Linked DNA regions of Rattus norvegicus: region 2 is linked to region 1. A link is a contact called in public Hi-C data. All regions are on one chromosome and are shown on one strand. Each heading gives the region's core, a stretch centred on a gene start, on an enhancer-like site or on the middle of the called end of the contact. The rest is flanking DNA. Distances are from core to core; before and after follow the strand shown.

Region 1 (5,432 bases), core at 77-2,576:
TTGTAACAATTATTTGATTGAAAACAGCCCTTTGGTTAACAGATAGGGAAAGCTGGATCCCGGAGCACAGGGGTAAGGCTCCGGGTAGCCGTCTTCAGCTAGCCAGAGAAATCTCAGAGGACTTCAGTTTTGGGGGAAGAGAACACTATGGAATTTGTGGCGATAAGATTAATTAGAGCTGAGGTTAGTACCTCATAGCACCACCACTGGGCTCATAAAAGCCAATAACACTTTGTCCTGACACCTTCATAGTAAGTTACTGGCATTTATATTCATATTCATTCTCTCTCTCTCTCTCTCTCTCTCTCTCTCTCTCTCTCTCTCTCTCTCTCTCTCTCTCTCTCTCTCTCTCTCTCTCTCTCTCTCTCTCTCTCTCTCTCTCTCGGCAACTGTTCCGTAATCCGGAGCAACCACAGCGACAAGCCCCTTCATGCCTCTCTGGAAGGACAAGCGGCACCCGTAACACGGTGAAGTAAGCATGCATTTACCAAACCAAACATTTAACAGACACACAAGTACATTACCGAAGCGCGCACACAGGAGGCACCCGCAAACACTCACCATTTATTTAGCCACAGAGTACTTTGCTGTCATTCGACATAAGCTCAGAAGGGAATTCAGACGCCTGGAGAGAAAGAGGATAAAAAGCAGGATATTAGGCAATCTTAAAGGAAGGTAGCCCCCTCCTCCCTTTACGAAAGTGCCAACAAGTCCCATTAAACAGGTTCATGCTACAATGCAGATCCAGACGCAACCCACACAGAACTTAGAAGTAGCGATTTCTTACATGACGCTCAATGCACAGTTTTCTTAAAAATAAAGTTAATGAACCTGTCTCTACGATGGGCTTTAAGAGTGACAGTTTCGGACGACCGGGAGCATCTGGGCAGCGGGGTACTTGCAAGCGAGTCTCACCTGCAAGGACAGGATGCTGATGTCCGTGTTCAGGGTGGTCAGCGGCGTCCTGGACGTTTGGTTCTGTCCAGGTCTCTGGTGGTGCAGGCTGACGATAGTGGGGTGCGAGTCCAGGGCGATCTGCAGGTCCAAGATATAATCGATGACGTGCTGCAGGATTTCCATCTTGGTCACCTTCTTGTTCTGGGGGATGCTGGGCACCAGTTCCTTGAGCTTGGAGTAGCAGTCGTTCATGTTGTAGAGCAGACTCATCGGGTCGTCCACCGGGGTTTTGCTCCGGGAGATGCCCAAGCTGTGGTCCGACAGGCTGTTTTTCCTAACGGACCTCACCGGACTGAAGGCTTTCATGCTGCTCGTAGGAGGAAAGGCCGGGAGGGAGCCGCCGCAGGGGGCTGAGGTGGCTGCGCCGCACCAGGCTCTGTTCAGAATGAAGCGCGAGCCGGGCGGGGCGTCTTTTATGTGCACTCGCCCTGGCCGCTCAATCGGGCATCCCTGAATCGCCATTGGTGGGAGGGGTGCCGTCCATCATACCAGGCGAATCCTCCCATTGGTGAGTGAGAGCTCTCGGTTCTTCCGCGTTCGCAGCCAATGCCCGTGGGGTGGGAGGAGCGGGCGAGAGCCCAGCTGGGGTGGTAAATTGAGTACAGTGTGCGCTGGGCACCCAGGGGGCCTGAGTGTGCAATTGTGCCCTCCTGATTCTAATTTCCAAAGCTGGCAGGACCCCTGCCCCGGGGGTGTGCCCGGAGCTAGCTATCCCCGCCCCAGGGTTTCCAGCAGCCCCGCGGTCTCAGCACAGCAGACGGGAAGTCACAGGTCGCTAGCGTTAGGGAGACAGCGACCGTGGCAGAAGGGAAAAGAAGCGCGCCTTTGGGAAGTCACATTTGTGGAGTTCCTTCTTTTAAGATAAAGCAAAAGCTATTTAAGGGGAGGAGGGGCGGGAAACCTACCCACATACACATTCACGGCAGGTTTAGCGTGGGATTTTGCAACTTGGAGCAACGCGGGAGGCCTTCTCGGAAACTCAGTGACACGAATTGTAGGGAGCACTGTGCGGTCTCCCTCAGACCACAGAGGAGCCCTGAGGGACCTGGTACGTCCGGGACCCCCCCTCCTCCTCGAGAACGAGGCAGAGTTAGTATAATGACTCCATTAATCGAAGGTCATTAGTGGGGTTTGCACACTGGAACTACATTTACATACATTGCCCTTGGTCTGTGCCCTTCAGTGTAGGTGGCAAAGTGATGCGATTAATTATGCGCAAATCGTGATTTCTGGTGTCAACATTCCAGCACTTACAGCTCTTGGGAAGCTCTTTGTCAGGTAGGTGGTCCTAGCTACTGACTGACAGCTTATCGCTGTTTTTAAAGAAAATTCTGTTACGTACGAGGTTTGGAATCTTTCAGCACCCCTCCTAGATGCAGCTACATTTTGAAAAAGTTTGGAGCTCTTGACTCCAACGCTTTAATTTCTGAATTCTTGTTCTGCTGAAGACTACTGTATATTAGTCGTGTATTAGAGGAAAACAATATTTATCTTAAGCCCAGAAAGGGTTTTTTTGGTCTCAATCTCCCACATCCTCTGAATGCAATAAAGAGAAAGAATGCAGAATCCGGGCAAAGCTCCGTGGTGAAGAAACAGTATTTTCCCTTCAATTAATGATTAATTCCTCAGCTGGTGGGCCAGGCAGTCTCTGACCTCCACGTGACAGCCATGTGCCCCAGGGCTTCTCTCTAAGGAGGCAGAGTCCGGTGGTGTAGTGGTGGTAAAATCCGGCCATCTCAGTTTGGAGGCTGCAGGACTCTCTGCCCTGCAGAGAAATCTGCACAAGGCTTGCACTGCCTCCTGAAACTCAGTGACAGTGTTCTATTGACAACTGTCCTGTTATTAAGCTGGTAGTGATTTACTATCTGAGTCCCCCCACAGTTCGAGCCTCTTGATGTACTTTGTGTGCATGTGTTTCTGTCACATACGTGCCACAGCGGAACAGATTTTGTTTTGACACTTTTGGTTCATGATGTTATACTCTGAGTATTTTACAATAATAGCCAATGTAAACAAACATCTCTGGGATTCTCAAATTATTACTTATGATTCTTGGACATTGCATCTCTGCGGTACTGACGCATTCTTAGCTTTTTCCAAGGACACCGTATGTTAGCACCGGTGCCAGCCTCATTATTCCAACAGAAAGGCCCTGGGCTGGATGATAATGAGCGCTGTGCAGCATCGCTCGACACACTGGCAGCGACGACGCATGAGCGCCTTCTCCCAAGACCATTCCTGTACCCTGATATAGTAAAATTGCTAAATATGGTGAAAGTTTTCTGGCGTTTCTTTCTCTGGCTGTCATGCCAGAGTCCAGTCTGCCGGGCTGCGCTGAATCGGATTCTGTTGGCACACTACCCAGTTTTTGCATTCATTTAAAGATCATTTTAAGGGGATTGTGAAACTGTATAAGTTAATGACTGAAAAGGACGGAGTTACCAGTAAGTCTGTCACAGCAAGCCTGGGCTGACATTTCTTAAAATTATGTTTTGGGGCTGGGGATTTGGTGGGAACCCTTTTCGGGACGGCTTATAATGGTATATAAAAATCGGTTCATTGGTGTGGATTTTCATCTGAGAGCCCTGAAGTTCAAATGGTCCCAGCTGCAGGACGCGCCCAGATGCAGAAAGGGCGGGATCCGTGGGTGGTGGGAAGGTGTGAAGGGCTTCCGGCGGTGTGTGTGTGTGTGTGTGTGTGTGTGTGTGTGTGTGTGATATTGGCCGCCCCTGCTACCCACCGGGACGCCCCCCATTTAAAGCAACAGACCCGCTTGGAGTTGCCCGAACCCTGCTACCAGCCCCCCGGATCCCCCACCATGTCCAGGCCACGCGCGATAATCAGAAGCAGGTCCCGGCCCAGCCACCTTGGCTACTATCCCCGCGTGATGCCACGAGGGCGGGAGGAGCCGGCTTGGCGGGGGCGAGTCTCAAGGTCTTCTCTGCACATCTGGCGCAATTGGGAGCTCTCGCCTTTCTTCCCCTCGGTTTTGTTCTCACAGCTGTGTCCATTCCGCCCGTGACCCCCCGAGTGATCCCTGACAGGTGATGAATTGGCAGCAGCGGCGGCGGCAGCGGCGCGCGGGCCAGGCCGCGGCGGGGCCGGAGCCGGAGCCCCGGAGCAGACTCTCTGGCGCCAGGCGCGTGACGCCGCCCATTCACGCCGCCCTGCAGCCTTGTCCTCGCGGCGCCGCTCAGGCGGCTGCCATGGTAACCGCGCCGTCACTCAGCGCGCGCGCCCAGCTGATCAATGCCTGCAAGGCCCGGCGGTCCCAGGCTCGCCCTGACCGGGCCGTCAGCCTGCGCGCACCTGCAGCCTCTGCACGTCTTAAGTTTCGAGTGATTTGGGGGAAGAAGGAAGACCGAGAAGAAAAGAATAGGGGAAAAAAAGGGGGGGGTGTAAAAGAGGAGGAGAGAAAAAAAAATAAAAAAGGCCGGGAGAGGGAGAAGAACTCTTCCTTCGCAAAAGGGGATGGGGGGTGTGGGTAATGCGGCTTAGACCTTGCCAAAGCAAAAGGTTTTGCTTTATTTCATTTGTTTTTGCAATAGAGGCGTGGAGCTGGCGGGAGGGTAGCAGTGGATGCAAAGGAGGTCACTGTCTCTTCGCAGGACAAGATTTATTTATTCCTCTGGATCTTCTTGGTTCTCGCCCGGATGGCTTTGACTCCAAAAGAAAAAAAAAGTCTTTGAAGGACCCTTATCCTCGGCCCCCTCACCCCCCACCCCCACCCCGCGCCCGGTCCTACTGACATCCTCTTAGGAATCCTTAGTGGTTATGCAAAAAGCATCAGACTTTTCCCGAACAGCCCCTCCTCCACCCTGAGAGGTGGTAGGATGCACTGCTGCCTGAGGTCTTCTAGCCACTCTTGAGACTCAGCGTGCAGCTCCCGCATCTGCGTGCTCATTTCCGCTAGGAGAGCGGCGGGGGGTGAGAGGTGTGGCGGGGGCTGGGGGGCGCAGGCCTAGCCCCTTCATAGTGTGAGTTTTTTCCTGACATCACCTAGAATCCAGAAACTTGTAAGTCAGCCTGGAGACACAGACACCTCCTCTGTCCGGGTTTATCTCCAGGGAAAGCTCCCTTTTAGGAACCAGATGCCAACACTTCCGGATAGTTTATGGCACCCGGATCCCTCAAGGGTGCTCATCCACCGCTGAGAGTGTTAGCAGCCGTTATTCATCGCCTGTCCGGCAGAGTCGTCTTCTGCTGGCCCTAAAACCCAAGGGTGAGGGTGGGAGGGCTGGGGATTTGGGGGGAGGGGGTTGCGGCTCACAACCCGCCAGAGCTGTTATCTGGCTTATCCGAGTTTGTTGTGGTTTTCGAGGAAACAGCATCTGGGTTGTATAAGGATTCGAGTTTTTGCTTTTCGTGTTTATTTAATACCTTGGCAAGAGGGAGCCCTTACCCTGAAACCAGATAAACCGAATTTGGGTTTAAAAAGGCCTTAGATGAGGGGCGCTAGGACTGAAGGAAAAAGA
Region 2 (5,628 bases), core at 1,978-4,477, 370 kb after region 1:
GATAGGAGAGAAAAACAGACATACAGATGTTCTGAACCTTGGTACCTTAGGGTGTGACCTTAGAGACGGTCTAAGAAGGTCACCCAGGTAAGATGAGGTCATTAGGTTGGGCACTGAGTGACTGAGAGGAATAAAAAGTGAACAACACTGAGGATACTGTATGAGCATGCCATCATAGTCTGACTGGGCGTCTACAGGCATGGCTACCCAACCCAAGATGCCCAGAGAGGAGCCTATGGAAGCTGGAGTCTGGCAGAGTGGACCCTGGCTTCAAGGATGAAGAGTGGCTGCCCAGCACATTGGTACAGACTCCCACCATGGAAAAGGAAACACTTCTCTACACAGTTACAAAGGCCCAAGCAAAAATATACAGTGTATGGTGAGTGTCTGGAGTTTATGGAAGGGAGAATGAGCTTTTTTTTTTTTTTTTTTTTCCCAGAGCTGGGGACCGAACCCAAGGCCTTGCACTTGCTAGGCAAGCGCTCTACCACTGAGCTAAATCCCCAACCTCAAGAATGAGCTTTTCTTATGAGTACCCAGAGCTGTTGCTGGCCTCCAAGATGGTCCTTGGTATATGCTATGTGATTTGGTTTGTTTATTTGTTTCATTTTCACAATGATGGACAGTCAAAACCAAGAGTTTGATTATTGGACGCTCTGACCTCTTACATTAAAAAAAAAAAAAAGATCTTCGTGAGTCTTTGATGGGGGAGAAGAGAAGGAAACAGGTTGCTTGTGTCACCCGGGACTGCATGTGATGCTTGGTCCACCTATAAGAACTCTGAAGGCTCATCTTCTAGAGCTAGCATTCAGTCATCAGAGGAAGTTCGAGTCATCATGCACTTGCGAGGATTTTGTCACGCACGGATTGGTACCTGGCAGGCTCCGTCTTTCCTAGGATTTCTGCCACCAACTGTCACTACATTGTTTTCAATTTGCACATCCCCGTCACTGCCAAGCTTGAAGTACCTCTGTGCAACTTGTAATTACAGAAATGCTCCCATGGCCCCTCCCCAAGTCCCCAGAGGCTAAATTTGCACATGTTGACAAAGTAATTCCTTGATTTTGTTTTCCAACGAGCACTATTGTAAACAGCCAGTCAGTGTCAGAAACAAGCAGTGCTTCCTTCTCCACAGCTTAATTGTTCTCTTCATTTCCAGGTTCTTCATCTTCTATGAAACATGGCGCTCTCCTGTGTCTTGTATGTAAATAGAGTCATGAGAACATTAAGGTTGTTTAAAAGCTCAAGACAAATGACACATGGAGGTTTCTTGGGTTCTCCCTGGGGGTCCTGCTGTTGGTCCCCAGAAAATATAAAATAGGGGATCAAAGACAGAAAGGAGCCATGGGGCATTCTGGAAATGTTGTCAGGGTACCCGGGCACTGAGCTGCTTCTTCCAATGACCATTTCTTGTTGGCACTTTGACCATCTGCCGTGGTTTCCAGCCCTATAGGGGCAACCTTACACATAGCTGATATGGTCTCTTGGTTATAGTGCACCCCAGTGACCAGACATCATGAAGTCAATACCGGTCTAGCTTTTGTTCAAGTCCCAGGCCACCACCTGGCCCCTGACTGTCCTGTGTCTTTTCAGGTCTTTCTCCTGGATGTTTGTCAGTTTTATTCTTCTGACTTCGACCTTCGGCAGGAGCCAGCCAACACGGAAAAGCACACAAAGGATCCACACCATCCTTGGAAACAACAAACCAGAATCTTTCCGCCAGCCTCCTGCTCAGAGAACCCTGGCTCTCACCTTTTTTCCTTGCATAAACCTTCACAACCCTTCTAAGCGGCATTTTCTGTTTCTCAGGGGCTATTTACCTTGGTTTGCTCCATGCTCCCCTGCACCGATTCCAACCAGAGTGGCCACTATTTTCCTACGATTCAGGTTAGGATGCTGCTCAGTTCTTACTTTTCTTGGATTTTGGAAGCATCTAACAGGGTCACTTGAGCAGCTAGTGCTGGTCTGGCACCTGGTAGGCAAAGAGGAGCAGAGGGGGGTAAGGGGTAGTCTGCTCCAGCGGTACTCTGCCAGTGTCAGTTCCATCCTCACCCTCTACCCAACATTCAGCCGCCACCTTTCCCCCTCAGTGGTTGGGTTAGGACTCACACCTACACCATGCACTATCCCTCCATCATCTTAACTCACTTGGTTGTAGGTGGTAGGTGTAGGTGAGAAGGTCTGAAGATGCTTCTCTCGGCAGGCAAGACACATTCCTTCAGGCTGCCTCTTCTGTCTTCTCTGGAGCAGTTAGTGCTCTATCTTCCCTTACATTTTTCTAGCATGTTTAGTGGCTAACACATAGATTAAGCTAGAAGTTGCCATTTTTTTCCTACAAAAGGATAGATCATAGATTTTTTTTCCAGCTTCTGTAGGCCTTGGGGTATCTGTTTCCTCTAGTCAGCTCTGCTGTAGTATGACAGCAGTCATGGTCCCATGTGGGAGTGACTGATGCCATCATTGCAAACCGTAAGGCTGATAGAATCCAGTCTGAGAACAAACCTGTCCATAGAACAAACAAGCTTTGTGCTTTGATAGCTCTCTTTATAAAAAAAAAAGCAGAAAATAAATTCATCATATTATTATTGCTTTTTCTAGGATATCAACGTTGACTGTATGTTTGTCTGACTTCCTCTGGTCCTAGAATGAGCCGGGTTTCTTGTGAATGCAGCTTCAATTTGATGAGCATGTTGACACATCACCTCTAAGGACTGGTGTTCCTTTTCAGTCCTGCTCATAGATTCCTTACATGCCAACGGGGCATGCGACAGTGGCTCTCAGAGCTGCCGACTTGGTATTGGACTGTTCATTTTTAAAGGCTGTTTTCTCTCAGAAGGTGGTTTTTTTTTTTTTTTTTTTTTTTTTTTTTTGATGTCAACATAAATAGCGTTTGACATTTCACAGTAGCGTTAGCAATAACCACCCAGTGGAGGGTGGGCAGGAGAGGCAGCTGGACGTGTGGAGGAGGCCTGGTTTTGTGGGATCCCATGGTTATTACTCTTAGTGGAATAAGGATTGTGGGAGCAATCACCTCATCTTTGGCTCCATTTAGCGTCCAACAGGGAAGATGTGATCGATCACCTCACGGGCCACAGAAGACTCTCCAGCACTGGGGATGACTACAGTGCATTCCCTGGAGGTGGTCTGACAGGAGTGTCTACCACGCGCCAATCTACCTAGTGTGACCCAGTGACCTGCTCTATTGCCGCTCGCTGCCATAGGTGGGCTGTGCCTATGTTCGTCACTGTAAACCAAGGGGAAATCCTGGCAACTCTACCCAGCTCTCTGACAGCGGAAGTAGATAATTTGATCAAAGCAAAGAGGGTCCCAGGTCTGCCTCAGCCGAGGCCCTTTATTTACAGGCAGCTGGCGTCTCGCTCCCACCTCTGGATGAGGCAGAAAAATACCACAATGAACGCACATTTATATGCGTTGCCTGGAGTGTGGAAAATCAGGAGAGAGACTTTCAGAGAGTAAGAACTTACACATTATGCCTCTGCAGTCACTTCAGGCTATTTGGCTAAAACTCCTTCTGTGTATAGGGATATAGGTTGGATTTAACCCCAAAGTAAATCTTTTACATCCAAAATTAAACACCGTGTAGGGCGGAAGAATTTTTTTTTCGGAGATTTTTATACTCTGTAATTTCTTGAAGGAGTTTCATGCCTTATTTTTTTTAGTCACTTCAAAACGTATCGCAAGCTTATGAATTCTACCTTGGATCTCCCATTCCACCATCTGGGACACGAACAGGACTGGAGGAGCCCCAGCGTGACATTTCTGGGTATTTTCTAAGTTGTTTTTTGTTGTTCACTTGGTGAGATATGGAGAGAGCATATGTAGGGTAGTGACTCATCTCCAGGGAAGATTTCTGGGGATGCGATGCCTTCAGTTTGTAGTTTCCCAGTTGTAACCTGCTGAAGCTTTCGCAGAGGAGACCGTCTTTGTTCTGTTTCAGACTTTCAGATGAGTGACCCAAGAGCAGCTTTCTGAGCCCAAGTTCCCCTCTCATTTTGGCTTTGTGTCACTCTCACTGTACCCCCCCCCAATATCCCTGGGCCTTACTCATTAGTATATCACCCCATTCAGGTAGCGGGGGAGCGACAGTCAGCTGAACACAACTCTCAGTTAGCACTGAGGCATTAGGGTGTGTCCAAGTGATTGGATGTTATTAAGTCCGGAAGAACGTGTCAATGAATAGACGGCCACATGTGTCTTAGTGATGGCAAAGGTTAATTCAGGCAGCATAAGCTGTTGATGACAAGGACTAACTTTGTAGGAGATTAAGGCCAGGGATATGTGCTACAGGCTTTGATGTACAGGCATCATTCAGAAACCAGCCTTAATTTACTAAATGGTAAGGGATCCGTGTACCCTTGCTTTAGAGAGTCCATCCTTTATGTTTGGCTTCAAAGCACCAAAGACAGGAAATGTGTTTGAGATGTAGATTTCTTTCACAACAAAATGATAATGTGAGAAGCTTGCACTTCTTCTTAGATTGCAATCGTAAGCATTTATTTTAGACTCATAGCATGGAAAACGGTGAAGTGTGAGAAACTGTCTTGTTTAGTTTAAGACTTTTTACACAGATTTATGTAGAGGTATATGTGCATGTGTGCATGTGTGTATGAGTGTGCACATACATGTGTATATGTGCATGTGTATTTACTTGCCTATGTGGGTGTATGTGTGTGTTAGTGTAGAGAACAACTTGCAGAAGTTGATTTTTTTATTAAGTGGGTTCTAGGAATCGAACGTGGTTGGCAGTATTGACAGCAAGAATCTGCTGGGTCTTCTGAGAGGCCCTGGTTTAACTGCAATCCATTACAATGCTTGTGTTGGTAAAGTTTGTTGTCAACTTGACACAAGCTTGAGTCATCTGTAAAAGGGAGTCTCAGTTGAAGGCTGGCTTGTGCGCAGGTCTATGGAATATTTTCCCCAATTAATGACTGATGTGGGAGGAGTCAGCCTGCTGTGGGCAGTGTCATCCATGGAAGAGTCATGGAGAGAATAAGAAGGCAGGCTGAACAAGCCACAGGGAGCAAGACAATTAGTAGCATCCTCCATGGCCTCTGTGTCAGCTCCTGCTTTGAATCTTTGTCCTGATTTCCCTCCTTAATGGTCTATGACATACAAGTGTAATCCAAATAAACCCTTTTCTCTCTGTGTTGCTTTTGGTCAGAATGTTTTATCACAGTGGTAGAAAGAAAACTAGGACAATGTTCTTTGTCAGAAGTGTTGATGCTACGTGGTTCAAGAAAAGACTCCAGGATGGACGCAAACATACACTGTAATCCTAGTTTCAAAAATCTATCTTCAATGGCAGGCTGAGTCATATGAAGTGGCTATTTTGTACGTTGAAATTATTTGAAATCAGCAATTCTACATGGTTCAAAATGCCAATGGCACAGGCTCAATGGACAAGAGAAACTACATATGAAATATATATGGGTACGCAGATATGTGCATATGTGCATGTGCACACACGTGGGATTGGGTGACACAGAGACTGACACAGAGAGAGAGAGGGGAGGGGAGAAGGAAGGAGGGAGGGAGAGAGAGACTTAGTAAGCATTCTTAATGGTAACTATGGGAATAGGATTTTATCTTTTCCTCATCTCTATCTCT

The links. Hi-C and Micro-C count contacts between places; a contact is called where the count stands out from the background.
Region 2: a contact with region 1 is called in a Hi-C map of frontal cortex, with 1.7 times the contacts expected there. The contact joins the enhancer-like site here to the promoter of Id2 in region 1. A contact is called at or near these places in 1 of 12 Hi-C or Micro-C datasets (frontal cortex) and 1 of 1 datasets of contacts at active chromatin or transcription factors (oligodendrocytes).

Annotation. Positions count from the first base shown.
Region 1 is chr6:47,469,669-47,475,100 of GRCr8, forward strand. Id2 (inhibitor of DNA binding 2) reads right to left here and starts at 1,327. Exons shown (of 3, transcript NM_013060.4): 1 at 916-1,327; 2 at 562-625. The coding sequence starts at 1,263. The coding sequence ends at 569.
Region 2 is chr6:47,841,869-47,847,496 of GRCr8, forward strand. LOC102557053 (a long non-coding RNA gene) reads left to right here. Exons shown (of 5, transcript XR_005505831.2): 5 at 1,594-5,628. Among named protein-coding and RNA genes, the nearest start is that of Id2, 370 kb to the left of the region's middle. Within about 2 kb of position 3,228, at least 1 of the 93 cell types and tissues checked has an H3K27ac peak or open chromatin away from gene starts, as enhancers often do.